Linked DNA regions of Sus scrofa: region 2 is linked to region 1. The links are chromatin contacts, called in public HiChIP or PLAC-seq maps. All regions are on one chromosome and are shown on one strand. The core of a region is the stretch at or near the end of the contact, and the rest is flanking DNA. Distances in the headings are between cores, read along the strand shown.

What was found. HiChIP or PLAC-seq counts read pairs in DNA pulled down with a chosen protein or histone mark.
Region 2: an H3K27ac HiChIP or PLAC-seq map of skeletal muscle shows a contact between it and region 1, with 3 times the contacts expected there. The contact joins the enhancer-like site here to the promoter of TCTEX1D2 in region 1. A contact is called at or near these places in 1 of 5 promoter capture datasets (liver), 19 of 47 Hi-C or Micro-C datasets (alveolar macrophages, blood, embryonic fibroblasts and 10 more) and 2 of 2 datasets of contacts at active chromatin or transcription factors (alveolar macrophages and skeletal muscle).

What each region holds. Positions count from the first base shown.
Region 1 is chr13:133,771,479-133,778,119 of Sscrofa11.1, reverse strand. TCTEX1D2 (tctex1 domain-containing protein 2) reads right to left here and starts at 3,572. Exons shown (of 5, transcript XM_021070165.1): 1 at 3,253-3,572; 2 at 291-424. The coding sequence starts at 3,377.
Region 2 is chr13:133,846,904-133,853,343 of Sscrofa11.1, reverse strand. PCYT1A (choline-phosphate cytidylyltransferase A) reads right to left here. Exons shown (of 9, transcript XM_013982345.2): 9 at 2,340-6,386. The coding sequence ends at 6,180. SLC51A (solute carrier family 51 alpha subunit) reads left to right here. Exons shown (of 9, transcript NM_001244266.1): 8 at 536-641; 9 at 1,189-1,569. The coding sequence ends at 1,325. Among named protein-coding and RNA genes, the nearest start is that of SLC51A, 20 kb to the left of the region's middle. Within about 2 kb of position 4,018, at least 6 of the 83 cell types and tissues checked have an H3K27ac peak or open chromatin away from gene starts, as enhancers often do. A contact at or near this core is called in skeletal muscle, where this site is marked.

The sequences.
Region 1 (6,641 bases), core at 2,323-4,822:
GTAAACCATCAAAAAGTATGCGGCAAAGGAGCCCCTGTACTCTCTGGTCTTTCCGAATATAAGGATTTCTTGAATAGCAATTTGGTACAATGGCTTTTACTCGTTCCCACCATCTACGAAAACAGACAGGAGTAAAAGTTACCAAATAATTGAACAGACTAGACACTGAAGAAAAATTCGTGTTTAACAGAATCCACAGTTTATGTCCCTTGTTCGAAAATAAAGGAGACAAAGGGGTAAAATTGGATGTTTAATGGAAGCAAGTCATTTCCAATTATCACCACTATTACCTTTTAGTTTATCTTTAATATTTTCTGATAAACGTTTTGTGAGCTGAGGCATTTCTTCTGGAGAGTATTCAGCATTTGCCAGTTCCTCCTTGAGCACAGCATGAATACAGTCTTTAACCACAGAGGGTCTGAACCTAAAGAAAAGAGTTGGCAACATCTCATTGGTGACTCCAAAACCCTAACACCCTCACAGCTCAACTTCCCCAAGTTTTTTTTTTTTTTTTTTGTCATTACAATCATTTAATCCTCTTTTTCATATTTTTATTATAAAATAAAAACAAGAAAACAAATCATATTCGACACTTGTCTCTCCAGTCTGGACCGCTCCCCTGAACTTCAGAGCTCACATTCCCACCCATATTCCCATCTAGATGTCTAGTAGGCAGCTCAGATTTAATACATCCAGTGCTGAGCTTCTGATCATCTCCTCTCTAGGTCCTCATTTCAATCAGCGGTAACGCCATTCTTGCAGTTCAAGCCAAAAACCTTGGTGTCAGCTTGGTTGCCTTTCTCTCTCACACAGCTCACATCCCATTGATAAGCAAATCTTAGCAGTTCCACCCTCAAAGTAATCTAAAATTCAACCATTCTCACCACCCCACTACCTCCACCTTCCTCCAAGTCACCTTTACTTCCTGCCTGGATTACGATGGCCTCCTAACAAGTCTCTGTGTCTGCCTTTGCTCCTAGATCCTATTTTCAGTACAGCAACTAGACTGGTGCTATCAAAATATGTGTCAGATCATAACACTCCTCTGTTCAAAATACCCCAAATATTTCCCACCTCACTCAAGTAAAAGCAACATTCCGTGATTTGCAAAGTCCCATGTGATCTATCCTACCAAACCCTCTGACCTTGTTTTCTACTACTTTGCCCCTCTTTCTCCCCACTTAGGCTACACTGGCCTTCCCTATGTTCTTTGTTCTGCACTTGCTGTTAACCTCTGCTTGAAGTTCAATCCTGCTCTTTATATGCATAGCTAGTTCCGTCATTTCTTTAAAGTCTTTATTCAAAAGTCACTTTCCCAGGAGTTCCCTTGTGGCTCAGCAAGTTGAGGATCCAGCATTGCCACCACTATGGCTCTGGTTGCAGCTGTGGCGTGGGTTTGATCCCAGGCCCAGGAACTTCCACATGTGAGGGACCCAGCCAAAAAAAAGAAAAAGTTGGGGGGGAGCACTTTCCCTAGCCACTCTCTCTAAAACTTCCACCCTCCTACCACATCACTTTATATCTCCCTTTCTGGAAGTTATTACTATACTATACAGTTCACTTACGTATTCTTGTTCATTGTCCTACCCAGCTAGAACACAAGCTAGCTCAAGGCAAGGCTTTTTATCTGTCTGGTTTACTGTTATATCCCCATTCCTAGAATAGCACCCAGCACACAGTGGACAATAATTTTTTTGAAGAAATGAACTACTGAATACACGAATTCAGAGAAAAAAAAAAGTCTCCCCTAATTTTACCACCCTAACAATAGTATTAGCATTTCAGTTGTATTTATTACATATTACAACACCATGTATCTTTTCTGGGTTATTTTATATCCTATCAGTTGATTTGCCTATCATTACCAGAATTTTTTTTTTTTTTTTTTTTTTTTTTTTTTGTCGTTTTGCCATTTCTTGGGCCGCTCCTGTGGCATATGGAGTTTCCCAGGCTAGGGGTCGAATTGGAGCTGTACCCGCCGGCCTATGCCAGAGGCACAGCAACACGGGATCCAAGCCGCATCTGCAACCTACACCACAGCTTACGGCAATGCCGGATCCTTAACCCACTGAGCGAGGCCAGGGATTGAACCCGCAACCTTATGGTTCCTAGTCGGATTCGTTAACCACTGAGCCACAATGGGAACTCCAACCAAAATGTTTTAAATGTTGAGCTTATAATGTGGTTTAGTATTTGGTAGTACTAGTGGCCCCTTATTACTTTCTAACAGTATTCTCTTCAGTCTCTTGCCAGCTCATTCTTACAGGTGAACTTTAGAATCATGGACAAATTTCTAGGTTTGATCTGTTCAAAATATGATCTTCCTATTAACAAACATCCTATATCTGGCTCTTCCCTTAAGCCTTTTCCACTCTCAGTAAAATGTTAAAAGTTTTCTTCAAACAAGTCACACATAATCTTACAGGACTATTCCTACATAATACATATTTGTTGTTAATCTCGTTCTGTTTTACAACAGAAACACAGGTGAATGGCATTCTATGCATTTAGACTCTTTTACCAAGATAATTGAACATTTTTTTAAATGTCCCTTCTGCTCTCCAGAAAACTGCTATTACATTTACCACATTGTAACCAAAGTTCTTGGCTTGCAGTATTTGCCAGGCATTTGACTCAGGAAGTAGTTTCAAATAACAGAGGAGGGGCTTGGGAAAATCTTTTTTTTTTATTAATTTACATTTTTATCTGTGGAAATGAAGTTAGTGACGGATCCTAGAGCCCTAACTAACTGTCCTCTGCACAAGACTTTGTGCCTTAATTCTGGGAAGGTATTGGGGTAGCAGGCCAAAGGCCTCTAGATACTATCTAAGACAGGTCCCCTGCCCTGCAAAGAAGTTAGCGCATTCTGGCATATGTGTGCACACAGCAACCCTCAAAACATGGCCGAATGTTGTTTTCTGCCCCTCTCTTTATTCCATCCATCTCGATTCCTTTGTGCCCACTTTCTGAATCTCCCAGAGTCAACACCCACCGCACTAGTCTAAGGCGGTCCCGGCGCTCTAACACTGCACCTGCAGGTCTGATCCTCTGCTGCCCCCTGTAGCTAGAAGCTCAAGGAGAACAGCGCCCCTCTCTCCCTGTCCCCAAGCTCCGTCTCTAGCCCCGCCCCCCTCCAGTCCCGCCCCGCCCCCGCCCCACCCCCTTCCCAAGGCCCAGGCTACCAGGCGAGCTCTGCCTGTTGGAGGCAGACGTCTCAGGGGTCGCCCCCGCAACATCCCGTTCGCTACCCGCCTTTGCTGGAAAATGGGCCGCAGAATGTAGGTGTTCTCCGACTCCCCGGCGGTCTTTTCAGTCTCAGGCAGCCCATCGACCGCAGAGAAGGACGCGCCCACAGAAAAGGACTGGGAGACCGACATGGCTTAATCTTCTTCGCCTCCGTCTTTCTCGCGAAGAGGGCTTAGCGGGTGGCCGTACGGAGCTGGGAAACCGTCGCCAGGGCACCGTCGCCAGGGCGACAAGGCCGCCTTTGGCCCTGACGTGACGCGGCCCCGCGCTCGGCGCTGTGTGGCCCGCCCTTCTCAGCGGGCTCTCGCCAGCCTCCGCCCCGCGCCTGCGCACCAGGTGCTGGACCGGAACTGATCATGTTGAGTGACCTTAACTTCGGAAAAGAGTGGTTTGTCTCTCTCGGTTTTACAAAGCACTTCAGCAGACGGCAGCTCTTACTAACCGCGCTGCAATCTTAGGAAGTGACAGAGAATCTGAGGCCCTAGGAGGTTCGAGATTACACAACTAGTAAGCGGCAGGTGAAGTAAGCTGGACCCTGTGAGGGGTTCCAGTGACAGATCCTCTGTTTCGCATTTCTTGTGAAAAAACTTTAGTCTCCTGTGTCTCACTGAGTCCCAAAGAAATGATCCCAACAGTTAATGATTAGAAAAATGGAAAAGCAGGCATGGAGAAAAAGCAGTCAAGCAAGAAATTATAAAGAGATACAGGATTCCTATTTTCTCCTTGAGGGATTCGGATGCACTTTCTAAAGTTGTTTCTACAGACACGCAAGACCCCGCTAGATGACAATTTATGACCGCAAACGCATAGACCACGGACTAGTTGGAGCCCGAGATTCTCGACGATTGAGGTTCCTGAAACTTCCTTCTGTTGTCACATCACTAACTAATCAGAAGAATGTCGACGACCTGTTCATGAGCCCTGTGACCCTCACCCTTAATGTCGTCTTAAAAGCCGTTGGAAAATTTGCGTCTTTTAAGCACTAAAATAACACTGTGCGTTTCTACTCCACAACCCAGCATCACTAGATTAGCTTTGCTGAGCTTTGAGCAAGGGGACCCAAGTTTCTTTAGGTAACATAGAGACCTGACCCTCATCAAAAGTCTTCAAACTCCGGCCCACAGGCCAAATCCAGCCTTCACCCTGTTTTGTGCAACTTGTGAACAGGTTTTATATGTTTAAATGGTTGGGAAAAAATCAAAAGAATAATATTTCATGATAAGTGAAAATTACAGGAAACTTCAATTTCAGTCTCCATAAAGTCTTATTGTAACACAACCGTGCTCACTTATATATTGTGGAGTTTTTGTGCTATACTGGCAGAATCAAGCAGTTGTAAAAAGAGACCATGTGGCCTTCAAAGTCTAAAACATCATCTGTCCCTTTACAGAAAAAGTTCGCAGTGTCCTGCTCTAATCCATAACTGCCAACCTGTAGTTCTCCCAGCCTCATGTACACTCCTGATACAGGGCAAAAGTCAGAAAGGAGCAGACTTAAGATGCATTTCCTGCTTGTGAGCACCAGTCCCTGGTTCTGTTTTAGAAAGCTGTGTGGGGAAAAAAAAAAAAAAGAAAAAGAAAGCTGTGTGATCCTGCTAGCCTCAAAAACTAAGAAAAGAAATTCTCCCAATATCCCTCTTGACCAAAGCTCCCTAAGTGGGAGAGAAGGAGGTCCTCTGCGTTCTCAGTTCCACATCTAAGGAGCTGTGGCATCACAGTACTCCTCCACCCACACCATCCTGTGTCTTCCCTCCATGCTCTTTTTCTTTTTTTCATTACTCAATGAATTTATTACATTTATAGTTGTATAATGTCCCCTCCATGTTTTTGAGTATTCTTTTCCCTCAGCCTTTCCTTCCTTCTCTGCTAGGCTAACCATTTCAAGAATCAGTTCAGATACATCTGAAGCCTTCCTTCATCTCTCACAGATCCTCTCCTTAGTGGTGCCTTGTCCCTCCAAGCACTCCTTATACCCTTATCATATGACAATCAAATTATTGGTAGATGTTTTTCCCTAAATGGCCATGAGATCTTCAAGGACAGGGCAGGGTCCAAGGGCAAGCACCATGTCTCAGTCATTTTTGAATTCACAGCATGCATGGCAGTGCCAAGTACACAGTGGGTATTCAGCATATACTGCCTATTGAACTGCACTGCACACTGGTGGATTAGTCAGCTTGGGCTGCCATAACAAAGTACCACAGACTGGGTGGTTTAAACAACAGAAATTTATTTACTGGAGGCTGGAAATTCAAGATCAAGGTGTCAACAACTTTGGTTTCTACTGAGGCCTCTCTCATTGGTCTGCAGATGGCTACCTTCTGGCTGTGACCTCACATGGCCTTTTCCTCTGTGCTCCCATGGAGAGAGAGATCTGGTATTTCATCCATTTCTTTTTTTTCCTCACATCTCTTAGCATATTCTGAATTCTCACAAATATTTAGTTCTATCTCTGGGCTCCCTAGGCTGACCCATAAATTTGTCTGTCCATTTAATGTACCACAATGTTTTAATTATTATAGTTTTATGTTCATATTTAATATCTAGTAGAGTTAGTCCCACCTCATTGCCACCTTCTTCAGAAATTTCTTGGCTGTCCTATTTTGTTCATTTTTCAAGTGAACTTTAGAACCAGCTTATCTAATTCCATATCCTCTTCCACCAAATCTGAATGGTGATTTTATTCAGCATGTTAAATTTATAGATTAGCTTGAGAGCATTCACATTTTATGACATTGTCTTCCTATCAAAGTTAATGGTATGCCTTTATATTTGTTCAAGTTTATTTTTTGTCTTTCAGTAATATTTTAAATGTTTCTTCAATAAGTATTTTATGATTTTTTTATGTTTGTAACTAGGTTATTTTGATTTTTGGTTTCTAATGTAAATGAGACTTTCCCATCTCCTTATCTGTTAACTGCTTCTTGTTTATTTATATGAAGATTTTGATTCCAAATTTTTATTTTGTACCCAGACATTATATGGAACTCTCTTATTGTTTGTAATATAATTTATTTCAGTTCTCTAGATGTGAAATCTCATTGTCCAAATATAATGATAACTTTGCCTTCTTTCTTATTTTATATCTGTAATTTCCTTTTGATTACTTGCTTGGGATATTATCTCAAGAACAATAATAAGTGATAATGATGATGGTGAGTGTTGTCACCTTATTTGTGAGTTTAATGAGATTACTGCCAGTATTCCTCCATTAAACATGATGCATGGAGTTCCCATTGTGTCTCAATGGATTAGGAACCCAACTCGTATCCATGAGGATGTGGGTTTGATCCCTGGCCTCACTTGGTGGGATAAAGATCCAGCATTGCCATGACCTCTGGTGTAGATGGCAGACAGGGCTCAGATCTCAGGTTGCTGTGGCTGTGGCGTAGGCCA
Region 2 (6,440 bases), core at 2,769-5,268, 75 kb before region 1:
CTCATTCTCTAAGCCCAGAGATAACCTTTCCACCAAATGCAATGACTTCCAGCAATATTTTTTTCTTTCTCTCTCCATTCTTTCTGTCTCCTTGCTGGGCTTTTCTCCTACTCCCAGGGCATAATGACTCCTTTATAGTTAACAAAGCGATTTCACATAAATTCTCATTTCATCTAAGAAGCAGGTGCCACTGAAATGTGAATTTACAGGCACAATAGTGGGCAGAACTGGAGGGTCTGTAGGAAGAGAGAGGACAGAGAGGAAGTGAGGAACTTAAGGAACCTAGAAAAGAATGTGGGCCCCAGAAGCACTTAGGTTCAGGCCCCAGGAAGAAAGCCCTGTGATAGCCAAGCCTGCCCAGGATGATGATGGAGAAGCCTGGACAAGCCAAGTCTTCCCTGAAGAGGCTGTGCCTCAGGAAAGTGTACTTAGAGGGGGCAAGGACTACGACGCATTTCAGATACAGCGGTGGGCCAGCCAGCCTCAGTGTCCTAGCTGCTGGCCCCCTGCCCTCACTTCTCCCTTCTTTCTCCAGGTGCTCCTTATTCTGACTGCCCTGCAGCCAGCCATCTTCTCAGTTTTGGCCAATGGCGGGCAGATTGCTTGTTCGCCTCCCTTTTCCTCTAAAATCAGATCTCAAGGTGAGCACACAGGGGCTCCTTATCCAGTTCCAGGATGGGCAAGAGGGGGAGGTCAGAGAGGAGAGGACCTTAGAACAGAAGTTGGGCCAGCCAACCTCAGAACACTCAGAATATTCTGCTCAGAGTACTCAGAAAGGAAATCTAGCAGAAGCTCTACTAAGGAGGATATGATCTCTCTGATCACACAAGAAAAAGCTCCATTTCCACAGCTTTCGGTCAGCCCTGATGGCCAACCCAGGAAGCCGTGGGCTCAACCCTCAGCTCCTAGTAGAGAATGGGTGAGGTTAGGAAGCAGAAGGTCATGCTGATACAACATAAGAAAGAAATGGGGTTTAATGCTAAACTCAAATGGCAGGAGGTAGAGAGCCAAGTTCTAGTTCAGGCTCTATTACCTGCTATGCTACTTGTGACAACTTATTGTCTCTCCGTCCTGGCTTAAGGATAAAATGGAGAAAATATTGTTCAACTCATATGCCAGGCCAGCTGGTGAGCTAACACCTCTATAAGTTAGCATAACCTACATTATATTTTGCCCCCCTCGCTGCAGTGATGAACTGCCACCTCCTCATCCTGGAGACTTTTCTGTTAACCGTGCTGACACGAATGTACTACCGAAAGAAAGATGACAAGGTTGGATATGAAACTTTCTCTTCTCCAGACCTGGATATGAACCTCAAAGCCTGAGGTGGATGGCTTGGGCAGTGAAAGACACATAGTACTCATTAGACGGGTACAAGATTTCCTTATAGTCCTTCAATCTTGACCAACTGGGGATGGATTCCATTGTCAGCATGAGCTGGCAGATTATGGATACTGGATCATAGAGATGAAGGTGAACTATGCAATAGGATGAAATTGTTTAGGATCTTGTCTGGGGAATGTACATTAAGTTTTATAATAAACATACAGGATGGAGTTTGATATTCTATACTGAGCACATTCTTCTTTGGGTACCACTACTAGCCCTTAAAAGTTTGTATATTCAAAGGTCACCCTCAGCTTTCCCAAAGCAAATGAAGGGGGAAGAATATATGGCAGTTTTCCTGGTATAATAACAAGAACAGAACGCAGACAGGCAAAATAGAGACCAAAGCCTCAAAGAAATCAGGCTTCTGAAGAACAGCTGAAAGATGTTCTTGGCCTTACAGATGTGTCATTTGGGCACTGATGACATTAGATGTGGAAGATCTGGATGAGCTTTTTTGATGCAGATCCAGTAGCTTTTTGAGTCTTCTGTACCTAGCTGCAAAAGAGATCCCCTGATAATACAGTCATGGAGAGATTTGAGGAGACAAATTAGGATGCAAAAGCAAAGTGGATGGTACAGGTGAAAGCTCTGAACAGATAAAACATATGCATTTGGTTTTTTTGGTTTGGTTTTTTTTGTTTGTTTGTTTGTTTTTTTGGTTTTTGTCTTTTTAGGGCCGCTCTCACGGCATATGGAAGTTCCCAGGCTAGGGACTGAATCAGAGCTACAGCTGCCGGCCTACACCAGAGCCACAGCAATGCCAGATCCAAGCCTCATCTGCGACCTTCACCACAGCTCCAGGCAACGCTGGATCCTTAACCCACTGAGCGAAGTCACGGATGGAACCCGCATCCTCATGGATCCTAGTTGGGTTGGTTAACCGCTAAGCCACTATGGGAACTCCAACATATGCATTTGAATACAAGGTCAAAAACACAGAAAATGGAACATTAGGTAAAACCACTTTGCCTTTATTTGGCTAATGACAAAAGCCAAAATAACTGAGCAATTTAATAACACTCAGACAGGAAAACAATACATTGAACACCAACTGAGGAAAATGTCCTTACAGACGCTGGCACTGGTGATGGGGCCCACATTCATGCCAAGGCCAGCATTTCTTTCCAACCCTCTTTTCAAGATCCTCAACACAAAACAATCCAACCAATCAAGACTTTGTGTTCAAAACAGTCAGTGCCTCCCTAAAGAAGGGCGGGAAAACCCACTTAAAATCTAAAAAACACAACCGGGGTCATTCTAATGTTAAACCAAGTACTTATGTTTTCTACCCCAATCCGAGAACTAACATTATTAAACTTTGGCAGACAAGGTATCTTTCTTCTTTCTTAAAGAAAATTAACTTTTAATAAAGTATTATCCTAAGAACATGTTCTACTTGTTTGGAAAAATAAAAGCTAGGGACCACTCTTTATCCCGTGACAATCTATATTCTATGAGAGAAAACAAGAGCAATCATTGTATGACCTTGAAAAATAGAACTTTAAAAATACTTATATTGGTAAGCTTAAAAAAAATACCATTAGTTAAAAACATTGTTAAGGGAGCTTTTTTTCCTACCTGTATTGGTTCAACTTCTGGCTTTAGTTTGTGCAGACAGAAAGTGTGAAAGCTATGGCTTTTAGGGAATTAAACAAAAGCAGCAAAATACAGTTGATCTGGAAAGCTTTTAGATATGAGGTCTGGAACAGGATTTAAAAGGCAATGAGCTCCAGAAAAAAACAACAGCTACCCCCAAATCAAGAAAGAGAATAAAAAGCACTGTGAAGAACCATTGAAGAGGGACTATTCAAAGACTGCCTGTGTGGTCAAAGTAAGAAAAATGTAACTCAGGGGCTGCCTAGAAAGTTATCGGTGATCAGAAAAGGTCAAAAGTTCTCTTGACCTCCCTCAACTTTTTTCTCTCATTCAGAATTTTCAGCCTCCTCACATCCCCAACCTTCTTACCTGAGCCTCAGCAACAGTTTTCTTTGGCTCTAGCTATCAGAAGCAGCTGCAACGGTACAAATGATCCACTTCTAATCATCTAAAATTTCAACCTGTATCCTTCGGTGCTAGTGAGTCTGGTGTATGAGAAGAGTAAAATTTCTGCCCAGCCCATCTCAAAGTAACTGCTGATATGCCACCTCCTCAGCACCAGCTACAGGGCTTCTGTCCCCACTCTCCCTCTATCTTACAGACAGAGGCTCTGAGGCCAACCAACGTTTAAGATTCTCCATTTCTGCCACATTTGGCCTATTCAGCCTGACTGCTTTGTGTGTGAGATTTAGGGAAATAGCTAATTCACATTAAAATTACTGTTAGAATTTAATATTAACAATAATATTTAAAGATTTACAGATCACACGCATGGTTGTGGAATGTGAACCTCTAACCTCATTTAATTAGGCACAAATGATTGAAGAATGTGTCATGCCAACAGTTTCCTCCAACCACCTGCCCTTGTCCAGCACATAGGATCACATTTGTGCCAAAGTATCTGGCATGCCACGCCATACAATTTTTTGCTTTCAGTCCAAATTATCTGAAGATACGCCAGTGTTGCCAGACTGAGGCCAAACAGATTCACCAGAAGGGGTAAGCACATGTGCACAGGCAGGCACGAGCACTCTCACAGAGCCTGTCAGCCTAGAGGTCATATTCCAGGGGTAGGACATGCCAAAAGCAGCCCACTGACAGCCAGAGGAAGAGGGCCAAATGTCTGGCAATACACGTGAGAGGATTGAGTGCAGGGAGGAAAACCACGTTCTGGGCACCTCCCTTTCCAAATACACTTGATAATAACACATGTACTTGAGGGAACAAGTAGGGGGGCTTCAGTGGTGATTTCCCCACTTTTCTATCGATAGAAATGGCCAAAATTTCTAAAAAAGGACAATGGAAGCCAAAAAGTTAAGATATGTGATCATATGAAGCTGGGTAATGCAGGAAAACATTAATTTCAACGGTTCCAAAAAAAGGATTCCAAGCCAAAGCTTGCGTAAACCAGATTTGACAGTAAAAATAGCACTTCATGAGAAGAGTTAGAAATGTAGTTTTCATAGGCCATCAGGACAATAAGAGGTCCTCTTTGTCCCTTCTCTCTGCCATGCCCTCCCACTCTGGGTGATCTGAGTTTTAAGAGCCTGGGTAGTTCTGCTGTGCAGGCAGGCAGTGATTCCAACCACTGACCCTCAGGCAGAAGAGTAGGTTTTAACCAGAAAGTGTTCAGGGAGGGGACTGTGAGATGCTCACAGCCCTAGCAGAGGAGCAAGAAAAGATACAATGTGGTTTTCTTAGCTGAAAACACTAAAACTCCACCCCCACAAGGGGTATTTATGAGTGATGGAGGGGGGCGCCTGGACATAAGCAATTTTTCCCTGAACCCAGCTACAGGATCACTGGTGATGATCTGCTAGGTCTCGGACTGCAGGATGCTAGGGGTCTAAAAAGTGCCGGTGCTCAACAGCAAGTGTCAAGCTTCAGCAGTCTCTGATGTGAGATTTAGGCGGTGAATCCCCTGGGCAACCTAACAGGTGAGGTGGAACCAGGCAGAAGGGGAGGGAGGGAAGCCACCACACCCCGGTAATGTGCCCCTGCTTAGTGGCCCGGCCAGCTGCAACTTCCAGAGGAAAGGAAACACCTGGGGAAGCACAGGTTTCCGTCAAGGACACTCTTAAGAGGGGAAGAGGTCAGGATAAGGCTTTAAAAAGGGGAAATGTTTCCTTATGCTTTTGTGCCACACATTTTGAGCAAATCTCTCTGAATATGACTATGGGCAACATGGAGTAACAGCTCATGTTCAAACTGCAGATGTTAACAAAGTATTCTTTGTAAAACTCTCGATAATAAGATTGAAATAGGAGTCGCAGGGCCAGGGACTTACTCTCAGGAGGAAAATTAATCTAAACTGACTCTGTATAGCATTGAATATTGTCCCACTCTCCTTCTCAATCAGACTAAACCTGAAGTGATCTTCCCTTTACAGACAGATTGCAGGAAAGAGATTGACAAGAGCTCCCAAATAACTAGGCAACAGAGCTTTCTGAGAAGATGAACACAGCAGGAAAAATTGCAGCTGATGCCATGTAGTCTGGTTCCTTCCCCATCAGTTCTTCATGGACCCCATTGGGTCCAACAAGAAACTCCTTAGGGAGTAAGAAAAGTTAGGCTCAGATCTCCTTCTTCCCACAGCCACAGTGACATGTGTGCCAGCAGTACACTTAGGGGATTTGTGACTCTTACTCAGCTTTGAGGTTTTTTTTAAAGGAAACAAAAATTATGATATTCCCCCCACCAAATCACCCATCAGCATGGCTCATTGCTTGAAGGACTTGGCAAGACAGTCTGCCTCAGAACAGAAGGCAAACAGTATAGTGTCTCAGGAAGAAAGGCCTCTGGGTATCACAACACTTCCTTCTGCCCACTCCTCGGAGGCAAAAAATTAGTTCTACTTACTACATTTGAAAGACTAATTTTTAAAAAATTAATAAAAATGACAATTTCCCTGTCAAGATCACATGAAACATAAACAGTAAAGCAAAGTCCATGGGGAGGGTACATGGATGCAGAACAGGCTTCTAAGCTGTAGTCAGCCTCCTTCTTAGTGTGAGTGGGTGACGTCTCTTGGAGTATAGGCTGTCTGGTCCCCCCATCCTAGGTCCTCTTGCCCCACTTGTCTTTCCTTTGTAGCTGTCCTTAGGTTTAGTGTTGGGATCACCATTTGGAATTCAACACAGAACTTCTGAAGGTGATGGGACAGAGGGAGGGGAGAGGAAAGGAGAGATGAAAAATTAGTCTTCTTCATCCTCACTGATATCATAGGCTGCAGCCTTGTGCCTGGAGAGATTTGTTGGGGAGGAAGGCGGGGAGGTCTTTCCAGAGAAGGGCCACCGGAAAGAGGGAGAGGGGGAGCGTTCACGAGTGGGGCTGCTGCTGGGACTCTGCTTTGGACTGATGGCCTGCAGCATCCGGCCTTTCCCCTCTTTCAGCATATGTTTCTGGGGAGACCAAAAGGAAGAGTTAGAAGAAATCTATGGATCTTACTAATCACC